Linked DNA regions of Drosophila melanogaster: region 2 is linked to region 1. The links are chromatin contacts, called in public Hi-C maps. All regions are on one chromosome and are shown on one strand. The core of a region is the stretch at or near the end of the contact, and the rest is flanking DNA. Distances in the headings are between cores, read along the strand shown. Region 1 holds the start of lncRNA:CR43494 (long non-coding RNA:CR43494). Region 2 overlaps kirre (kin of irre).

Region 1 (4,893 bases), core at 1,491-3,990:
TTATTTTTCTTTATTCGCCGGAGAAAATCACTCGCATATGGAGAGGAAAATGCTGGAAAATGCATTTAAGGAACAGTGGACAAAAAGAGGCAGAGGCGAAGTACATCACTTGCCGGCTTAAAAATTTAAGAGCATCCGACAAATTTGCCGCAGATTTTAACAACTGAGTTATCGCTTTTTGACTCATATACTGGAGTGGAGTGTGTTGCAAAGGTTACCTCCCAAAATGGAATATCAAATGAAATAATTTATGCAATGTTGCTTCATCTAATATGACGCACAACATTAATCCTACCTGGTGAACTTTCCACGCTCCATTCAATGCATTTGAGTCCGCAGGCTGCATGTAAAGTGTGTCATAAGGGCGAGGGTTTCCTAACTCTCTCCGTTTACTCTCTATTCCGGGATGCCTTGTAACACAACTCTCTTTGATGATTACCGCCATGTATCACTAGGACAACTGCTGAGCGAGCAAAATCAAATTGAAACGCTATTCAGTTGACGGCCCTTTGCCACCCCATAAAGCCCTTTTGCAAACCTCCAGCAACCTATTCCCTACACGGTGAAAATATTGGAATATTTGTCGATATATTTTGATGCTCTAGAACTGTGGGAACAGTATACTCTCCACGATATATGCTGCTTTTGTCATCCAGTATTTCATTTCAGTGCACTTAATAAGACGAGCCCTGTTGCTGCCACACAACGTGCGTTTGGGGCGACATTGATTGTGGGATTCGATTTGGCCAAACGCGGGCAATTACATCAATTATTTCGATAATTATCAATTGCAGCCGGCCCGCAAATTAATTGTGGCCAGCTCTTCTATCATGCCGCCTGTGTCCGCGGTGCTATGGTATCCTTGTGAAGTGAAGCGAATCTCTGGAATCTCTCCAATTTGCCGCCAAGTTGAAGACGAACATAAAAAAAGAGCTGCTTACTTTTCGGCGTCGTTTGCTTTGCGAGGGTATTTCAGGTTGGACCTCGTAGTGGCCTCGTAGATTGAGTGTAAACCTATTAGAGAAATTGCCAACTAAATGAACCCCTAAGCACAAACACAAGAACAAAAAATACACATACACGCCCAAGCACCTGATCTGGGTCAATTCAATTACTTTGAAACGCGAGGGCGGATCCAAAACTTGTCGCGATATTAAGATCATATGAGAACTGCCAACCTTTGAAGTTTCTTAAGATATAAAGTTTTTTTTATGAATCCACTTACATGTGTATATTTTTTTGGTAATTTTCAATGCCCAGAAACCAGTGAAACCACCCGTGTTCTCGCTATGATTTGGCTGCCGTGTAATTTAAGACATATCCCCCCGCTCTTTGTGGCTGTAAATATTTAATATATTTGCAGGGCCGTTCCCGTAAAGCTTTCACCTTAGCATCTAACCTTTCTGCGGGGCAAAGTCGCCACGTTCCAACGGCAATTGGCATAAAAATAAAGCGAAGTCCTCGAATTTCCTGGACTAGCATTATTATTGTTATTAAATTTTACTGCCGTTAACTGTTGCTGCTGGTGCCAGACAAATTAGGGGAAGCCGGCGGGTACGTGTGGGTGTGTAAGGTCCTGTTCGCAGGACTTCGACCGCTCTACGCACAATGTTTTAATGTTGTGTTTGTGTGCTCATCAATATTTATTGCGGTTCGACTACGTGAGCCGCACACAATCAGCGCAGCTCCACCATTCGTTCGGCCTCAACATTTGTGCAAATATTTTTATTATGCCCGATACCTGTTCTCAAAAAAATAAAACGGATACAATTTCAAATGTACCCAGGAATTTAATATAATAATAATAAATAATAGCATAATAATCATATTTTTCCACTAATTACTTGAGATTTTTCATTCACGCTCTTTTCCTCAACTGCTTTAAAAGTTGAAGTCACACAAGATCGGTTAGTTTGTACCGTATTTAACTTAAATATAAACCAAGTTAACCATTTACCCATTCTTCTACAGTATTTTCTGCGTCGAGTACATTTTTGCTTAAGCACTTAAATTTACTTACTTTATTTGTTGTTATCGTTGGGGGAAAGGTGGGCCAAGTAAGCCAGCCGAGTTTGACCCCTGAAATATTGCCGAGGCGTGGGCGAAAAACAATGAACAATTGTGGGCGGTTAATTGCGGTAGAAGGGAGGGGGGGGGGGCGTGGCTATTGCTAAACAAGGCACTTATTTACTATTCAAAAAACTTCAATTACCGCAAAGTAGTCGCAAGAGTTGCTGCCAGTTCAGTTGTTATGCTGATTTAGCGCTTTATTTGCGAATAAATATAACAAAAGATTATTGGCTATTAAGTAATTTTCGCCGCTTTTCATTTTTTCACGCCCACATTTAGCAGCACGCAGCTCTAAAAATAGCCAACAGTGCGATATTGGTCGATTGGAATCGCCTAATGAGATATCGACGTAATATGATGGACAATTAGTTAAAGCTGATTAGGAGGGGGTCGAGAAGGTATCAATTGAGTTTTGGCACCCTCTATCTGAGGCTCCGTGGCCCACTGGCCAGCCTCATTCCTCATCCTTGATCCGTGGACTGAGTCCTCAACATTATTCGCAGCCATCTTTCCGTCGAGTTGGCCACGCGAACAGGCACAAACAAATGTGGCGCATTAAATGCAAATGGCTCTTGTCCCACCTGAGGCAACCCGTGTCCATCGAGGTCCGTGGGGCTCCCCTGCCCCCCTTGCCTGCCACACTGCACTCTTGTCTCTGATACCCGAGCTCGCAACTCCTCGACGCTACAATTTCCCTCCAGCAGGGGATTTTGCTAATTAAACTCAAATCGCTATAGTTCACAGCGTGTTAGGCCGAGCAAATTGATTTGAACAACAGGAACAGGGACTTTCGGGTGCCAGAGGGAATTGTCTGCTGCACACTGGAAATCGTTTGAAATGTGGATGGTTTATTCCAATCTATAGTTTTAAATTCAAGTTTTGGTTCTCGTGTTGCCATATGTTAAGATGCATGTGAAACTTTTAAAAGGCAGTAACTATGATTAAAAGAAAGTGAATATTCATGTAGGAATATTTGAGATATAGGGTGAATTATAGTTACTCTTACTTTACAACTTCCAATAGATGGGTTCTTGTTTTTTGCGCAAGTGTATTACTCGCATTACAGCTAATTAATTCGTTGGCCGCTTGGTTAATTAAAGGCGAGTGACCATGGAAACCGAAGTGGATTCCGCAGCTGATGAGGTGGCTTCCTTTGGCGGGCCTTGCCACGCCTCCTTTTGCTACACTCCTTCCCACCTGTCCATTAACCGTTGCCTTTGTAATTCAATAAACGCAATAAATGCAATTTGTCAAGGAAGTTTTCTGCGGGACAGGAGAGACAACAAGGTTTTAAAAAAATAAAATGTGCACTTTGAGTGTAATTGTTGAGTAAATCAAATCAAAATCACTGCTAGATAAATTAGAACATTAAAACTATGCAGGAAATGGTGTATGCTTTAAAAATGAAGATGCAACGAATGTGATCTATTAATTAAGCCGCTTTTAGTTTCCACATATTTTCAACGTGTATTTCAACGACAGTCAGGTGAAAGCGGGGCTGCGGAATGGATTGTTCCACTGGCTTTGTTCATTTGCAGTCGTCGGCCATAAATTGCCGAGCAACGCGGCGTATGAGTTACGGAACCTGGTCGACCGAGAAGCGGAGTGCCAGGATGGCCAGGGAGCGCATCCTTCAAGGATTCCGCCGCCGCGTCAGCAATTTTTCATGCATTTAACAATGGGAGGAGGTCGCCGCCAAGATGCAGATGCAGTTGAGAGCGGGCTTGGCATTGACACCTCCTGCCGCATCCTGTCCGCTGCCATTCACTCGCTCAGCCACTCAGCCACTCAGTCACTCGGTCAGCCATTCAGTTGCTCATCCAGTCAGTCAGCTGGCCATTCATCCATTGCCTGGATTGATGGACTAATACCCTCTGAAGGAGGCCTTAAGCTTCAGGCTAAACTAACGATTATTCATCGATTGGAATGGAATAATGGTAAGAGGCTAGTTGATAGCACAAGCATTTCAATAGATGTTTTGATGGCCTTGGTGTTTTTGTATTGTATACAATTATATACAATATTTAACAATATAACATAATACTCAAGTGGTCTGAGTCGGCTTTTCCAGTCATACTAGTTTCCATTTAGTTGCTTTAGTTGCGCCCTTTTTATTTATGCAATGGCTGCGGCCATTATGGCTTAATTAAGTTTTGCTATACTAATTGAAACTTGCCCTTGCCTTGACACCTTACTGTCTCCATTTCCCCGTTTTTCATTTGTTTCTCGCACATTTTTCACCCATTTCCCCGGCACCCTTTGGATCTCCTCCGTCAGCGAGTCAACCACATTCACGTGCCTCGGCAGTTTATCTTCCCACATTTGTCCTTTGTTCCTTCATTTTGTTTGGCCGGGCCAAAGGACACGCCGCCTTGGTGGCCTTGTCACCGTCTCTTTTGCTCCAACTAGTCCCCTTCCTTGGTCCCTTGCTCCGTTGTTTCCCTTTTGTTGGCTTTTTGATTGGAACAAATGCTTTTCTAATCTCAGCTGGAACATTGCCTTCTTCGAGCATTTCTTCATCTCGCTTTGCTCCTCCTTCGATATTTCTCATTTCGTTTTGTCGCCTATTTGTCATTGCATTTTCCTTGCACATTTTCCCACAGGCAACACCCCAGAGTTCCCCATCCCCCTCCCCGTCACACAACGCTCACACACAGATGGAAGGACATAGATGTCAACATCCACATCTGCTGCAGGCCATCTTCAATAGCTTTGCTCCTTGTCTAGGATGGATGCACTCTGCAAAGCAAGTAACTACTTGTGTTTCTTGCAAAATATTTAACGTTGCATTTTAGCACTTTAATTGCTAAAAACTCTCAGCTT
Region 2 (4,893 bases), core at 1,757-4,256, 280 kb after region 1:
CAGTTGCCCCCTCCGTTATCCGTCGCCCTCGCACCATCAACTCATCCTTCCGTTTGGCGGTCCTTGTCTGTCCTTCGTGAACTGGCTTTCATATGCGAACGATTGCAACGTATGAAAAGTGATTTCTTTGCATAAAATTGCGCTAGTCCGAAATGCACTTGGAGAAAAGATGAAAACTATTCGTATGCTTGCATGTTTGCATGTTCATAAAATTATATTCCTAAATTATAACCCTCTTTTTGCCCAGTGCATGGAAACGATCCCGATTGTGGGGACCTGAACCCGAACCCGAGTCGCTCGCCTGATGATGATTGGGTATAATGGGTTTTATGGAGCAGCTGCTGCTGCTGTTGCTTCTGATGTTGCGAATGATGCTGCATCAGGCCCCTTGCCGCACACCCCCCACACCCCCCGCAGCACCAAACAAATGAGCCGCCCCTGCCCAAGTGGCAAGTCCCCTACAGAAAACGACTTGTTGGGCTGCTCAAGTTTTGTGGCTCACACCTGTGGCCAAGCGAGCTGGTCTGACATTTTGAAATATTGCCATTGATTTCGACGCAGAACCCCAAACGAAGTGATACAGATTCTAGGTCCGATTGCCCGATTTGCCCGATATTCTGTACCATTCTTCCCATGGCGAATCCATATGGCCCTCAACTGTTTGCCCACACAATTAGCAAGAACCACAGAAATTACGGAAGACAAAAACATTTTCCATTTGTTTTTGGGTCACAAGCAATTGGAATCGCCTCCCATAGATAATTTCTAGTAGTCAAATCACATGCGTGCACTGAGAGAAAAACTCAACAATGTATTGGATTTATTCATTTGTTGGTCATCAAAAACAACTTCAAAACTGCATTTAACTAGATTTTAGTTTATTAAATTCAAGCAAACAAAAAGTGATATATTTCAGTTCCAGGTCGACATTATTTCTCAGTGCCCCTTGATTTGAATATATATTTATAAGCGATTTACGGCAAATCCAATGTAGCATAACCAAATTCATTAACATTTTCGGCACGCACAAACTGTAAATCTCTTAGCATAGGCATACAAAAAAAAAACTTTGATTTCTTCTGCGATTGAAAAGTGATTCTCCCTCTCGCTCCATCTCGCTCTTTTTATATGATCGCCGATGATCACAAGGGGAGCGCTAACTGCCACACAAAGTCCAACTGCAACTCGAACTTAGATCAGTTGGCTGCCAACATGTCGGATCAATCAGGTTCGATGGATGGAGTGTCGCGGATAAGAAGTGTTAATAGATTTTCCTCATTGATTAACACACTTCTGTCGTTTTTCCAAAACTCTCGCCTCGTTTAAACGGTGTAAAATGGACAAAAGGAAGGGAGAAGCAAGTTATGGGTAAATAGGAAAATGTGAAACAAAATTGCGTTTCCGGTGGAACTCACAGATTGAAGGTTTACTCTATATTTCGTTATATGCTATTATGTTTATAAAAACTATACATATTATTTCTCTGTAAGTTGTCCACTGTTTAAATACTTTGAGATTAGGACATTGAAACATTTGATTTGAAGTGTTTTTCGGGCACCTGCTCAACTTGAACTTCAATCGTTTTTTTTATTTTTTTTTCTGTTTGTCCCCATCCGATTTAAGCCCCTTTTTCGTCCGATTTTCTTTTACCGAAAGACTCTCCTATATCATTATTCTGTCCCTGTATTATTTTTGTGTTTTATGTTGATTCGTCTCCTTTCTTCGTCGGCCTCCAGCTGAATTGTCCAAATGTTTAGTTAGCAATTGTTATTGTACTCCTGTGTGTGTGTGTGTGTGTGCGCGCGCGAGTGTATCGATGTGTGTGTGTGTGTGTGCTAGCCCCCGGCAGTCTGCAATTCCCTCCGATTTCCCCTTAGACTATGAAACTCTGGACCCCCAGAGCCACTGCCATTTTCCCCACGAGAAGAGAAGAGGAGTCTCAAGTGCAAGTGTACTCAAAGTCTACCTTATGTTTGCTCTCCTCTACTTTCCCTGCCCCGTTCCCCTTTCCAATCCCTGGAGGCAAAATCACACAAAGCTTACGGTACACTGTCAGAAATGTAGCAAAAAGCAAAATTTGTAAAGCGGCAAATTCAAAAAACTAGACAATATTAATTGATATACCACATTCGGTTCAATTCGGCAATATGTTACATCATTAACCACTTTCATTTAGTAACCCCAATTCATTAACTTGCATCTTTTATAATATAATCACTACAAGAATACGGCAACTGATGCAAATCACCCTTCTTCTTTCTACTATACTACTAATCAATGAATATATATATTGTTTAGCATTTTTCCCTGTGCTCATTTTTTATAGATATAAAGCGTCCATACTCGGTGCTCCATCAATGCTCCTCCTCTCTGCCGCATTTCTCCTTTTCCATCGCTCGTTTTTCCACATTTTTTTTTTTTAATCCACTGTGCTGGGTTGCATTTTAAAATTAATATTTGGATTTTAATTAGCAAGAAATTTACTTTGGGCCCTGGTAGTTTTGGGTTCTCGCTTTTGTGTTTACCTTTGCTAGGAGCTCAGCCACGCCCCCGCCCCGCCCCGCACCATTGCGCCCAACTGGGCGAGTGTGTGAGTGTGTGCACACTAATTAAATATACACACAGGGGCTCACGTCGATGGGGGGGAAAAACGGGTGGAAATTGGGTTAACCCAATCATCAAATATGCAACATTTGCTCAGTTCAAAATTTAATTTTCGCTCAACGGCGCCCAAGAAAACTGTATCGAATTTTTCGAATGTCGGTATACCAACAACACAGTCGGCGGGGTGTAATTACAATTTTCATTTTCAATTTTCCATTTTGCAACAGGCAAACGCGATTATTGTGTGATTGTTTAATGCCCGACATTTGTTGCAAATTAATTGTGCAGTTTTGTGTCGCCAAATTCTCTTCTATTCTGTGGCCCATGTGCTGTGTGCTTTGACCCCCCACTGGCCCCTCCAAAATCAACGGACTCGTTTGTTTACCATTTCGCTGCTCGAACTGGAAGCATCGAACTGCGGCCAACATGTTGCATGTTGCACTCAATTTGTCCGGCTAACAGAGGTCTGTTAAGGGTTAAAGATTCGCAGAAAAAAATAAATGTTGAATAGAAAGAGGTTTAGAAGCAAAGCAGCGGCGTATCAAGACGAAAATGAAATTCTATTCGCATTGAATTTAAACTACTTGAATTTCTTTAAGCTTTTCCTGTTCGCGAAAAGCTTTTATCACAATCGATATGCAGGCTGCTTATGCTAATTGCTTGGATAATCCCCCCACGGAATCCGAATCATAGCAACCCCCGTGGGCCGACGAACTACCCCTAAACAAGCTAAATCCCATTTGAACTTTTGCTAGAGTCGCTTTTCGGCGTTTATTAGATTTCGCGATTCTCTGGTGACTAACAATGGAATTTTAAATTCCAATAAATCTGCCAGCTTCAATAAGTGTTCATTGTCTGGGGGGTTGTGGTGTTCGGGATTTTCTTTTCTGTACTTTTTGCTTCGAAGGTCCGGCGAGTGAATGAATGGGGCTTAACTGTTGATTTCCAGACGGAGGATGCAAAGTCCCCACTCTTGCGATGGGGTAGATCCATCCATGCAACCATCCAGCCATCCAGCCATACAGCCATACAGCCATCCTGCCATCCAAGCATCCATCGTCTGTCCAATTTTTATGGGGCATCAAAAACACCCCGAGAACCCATGGATAAATTTGATTGTCGCCTCGTGGTGGAAATTTGACAACAAAACATTTTCGTAGCCAAAATTTATGTTGCTCTTGCCATACTTTTTTGTATAATTTTTACTTTTATTGGTTTCGGTTTTAAAATATTCGTTTTAGCCAGTTTCACTGGATCGATCGATAAGGAAAGGTTCAACCCTTGGTTTTAGGAGTGTCGTATAATAGAATATATTATTTGAAGTCGTTGAAATGGCTTAAAACCGCCAAACGTTTGGGCATTTTCACCAAAATCGTTTTGCCAAGATATGACAAAAAAAAAACTTTAAGTTCTTTCCATTGCGTATTTAAAGACACTGAAACTCTCTAAGTTTAAATTTTCTGACAAGTTGAAAGGACTTTCATTACCTGTCGAAAAGTAAAAGGAAAACCTTTTTGAAGACAACAGATGAAAAATGTATTTCAATATAATTACAAGACTCTCGGCCTCATTAGGTTCCTGTTTTTAGTGAAAAGTGGGGAAATATATACTTTGAAGCACTTTTCCAGCAATTTGCATGTTTTTTTCGCAGGCATTCTGACTCAACCACAGCCAAGAGCCATTATCAATTTCCTCATTTTTTCCGGCACAAGAGCGGGAAAAAGCGGAAAAAATATAACGATTTAATTAAAAAGTTACATAAAATATGTTCTTACCAAGGAGCAAAATCAAAATCATTTTGGTACAACGAAAATAAAAGAGGCAAAGGAAAATGAAAATACGCGCTTCGCCTAAGGTAGAACGTCATCTGGCAACAGTGAAGCTCCTTTTTGTCAAACATGCCACTTGCATCACTGATAATATTTGTTAGCACAAGAAGGTTTCTTTCAAATGAAATGAACATTCAATTTGTAGCTTACCAAACATATGTATTGACACTATGGTAAATGCATTAAATATATATATAAATATACTCAAATCGGGCTACTGTAGAGTAGCTAACAGATTACTTCTAGCTTTCCCCGACGCATCCGCACCGCTCCAGGTGTTTATCCTCGCTCATTAAGTCATCGTTCGAGTCGAGTTATTCAATGGCCAACCTTTTGAGTGCTGAAAGTGGGAGGACAGTTTGCGGGCGGCCATGGGTTAAGGGGGGCATTTTTATTTTCATAATTTAATGTGCTGTGCGCCTTTTGTTTTCGGCGATGCCCAAAACACTCGACGGGGGAA

The links. A called contact is a pair of places that touch in the nucleus more often than the background predicts.
Region 2: a contact with region 1 is called in a Hi-C map of the Kc167 cell line, with 1.7 times the contacts expected there. The contact joins the enhancer-like site here to the promoter of lncRNA:CR43494 in region 1. A contact is called at or near these places in 6 of 107 Hi-C or Micro-C datasets (the Kc167 cell line, the ML-DmBG3-c2 cell line, the OSC cell line and 3 more).

The regions. Positions count from the first base shown.
Region 1 is chrX:2,748,676-2,753,568 of dm6, forward strand. lncRNA:CR43494 (long non-coding RNA:CR43494) reads right to left here and starts at 2,741. Exons shown (of 1, transcript NR_047747.1): 1 at 2,244-2,741. The region is part of intron 2 of kirre (kin of irre); the gene reads left to right.
Region 2 is chrX:3,024,850-3,029,742 of dm6, forward strand. All of the region lies in intron 5 of kirre (kin of irre), which reads left to right. Among named protein-coding and RNA genes, the nearest start is that of CG4116, 40 kb to the right of the region's middle. Within about 2 kb of position 3,007, at least 33 of the 39 cell types and tissues checked have an H3K27ac peak or open chromatin away from gene starts, as enhancers often do. A contact at or near this core is called in the Kc167 cell line, the OSC cell line, the S2 cell line and 1 more, where this site is marked.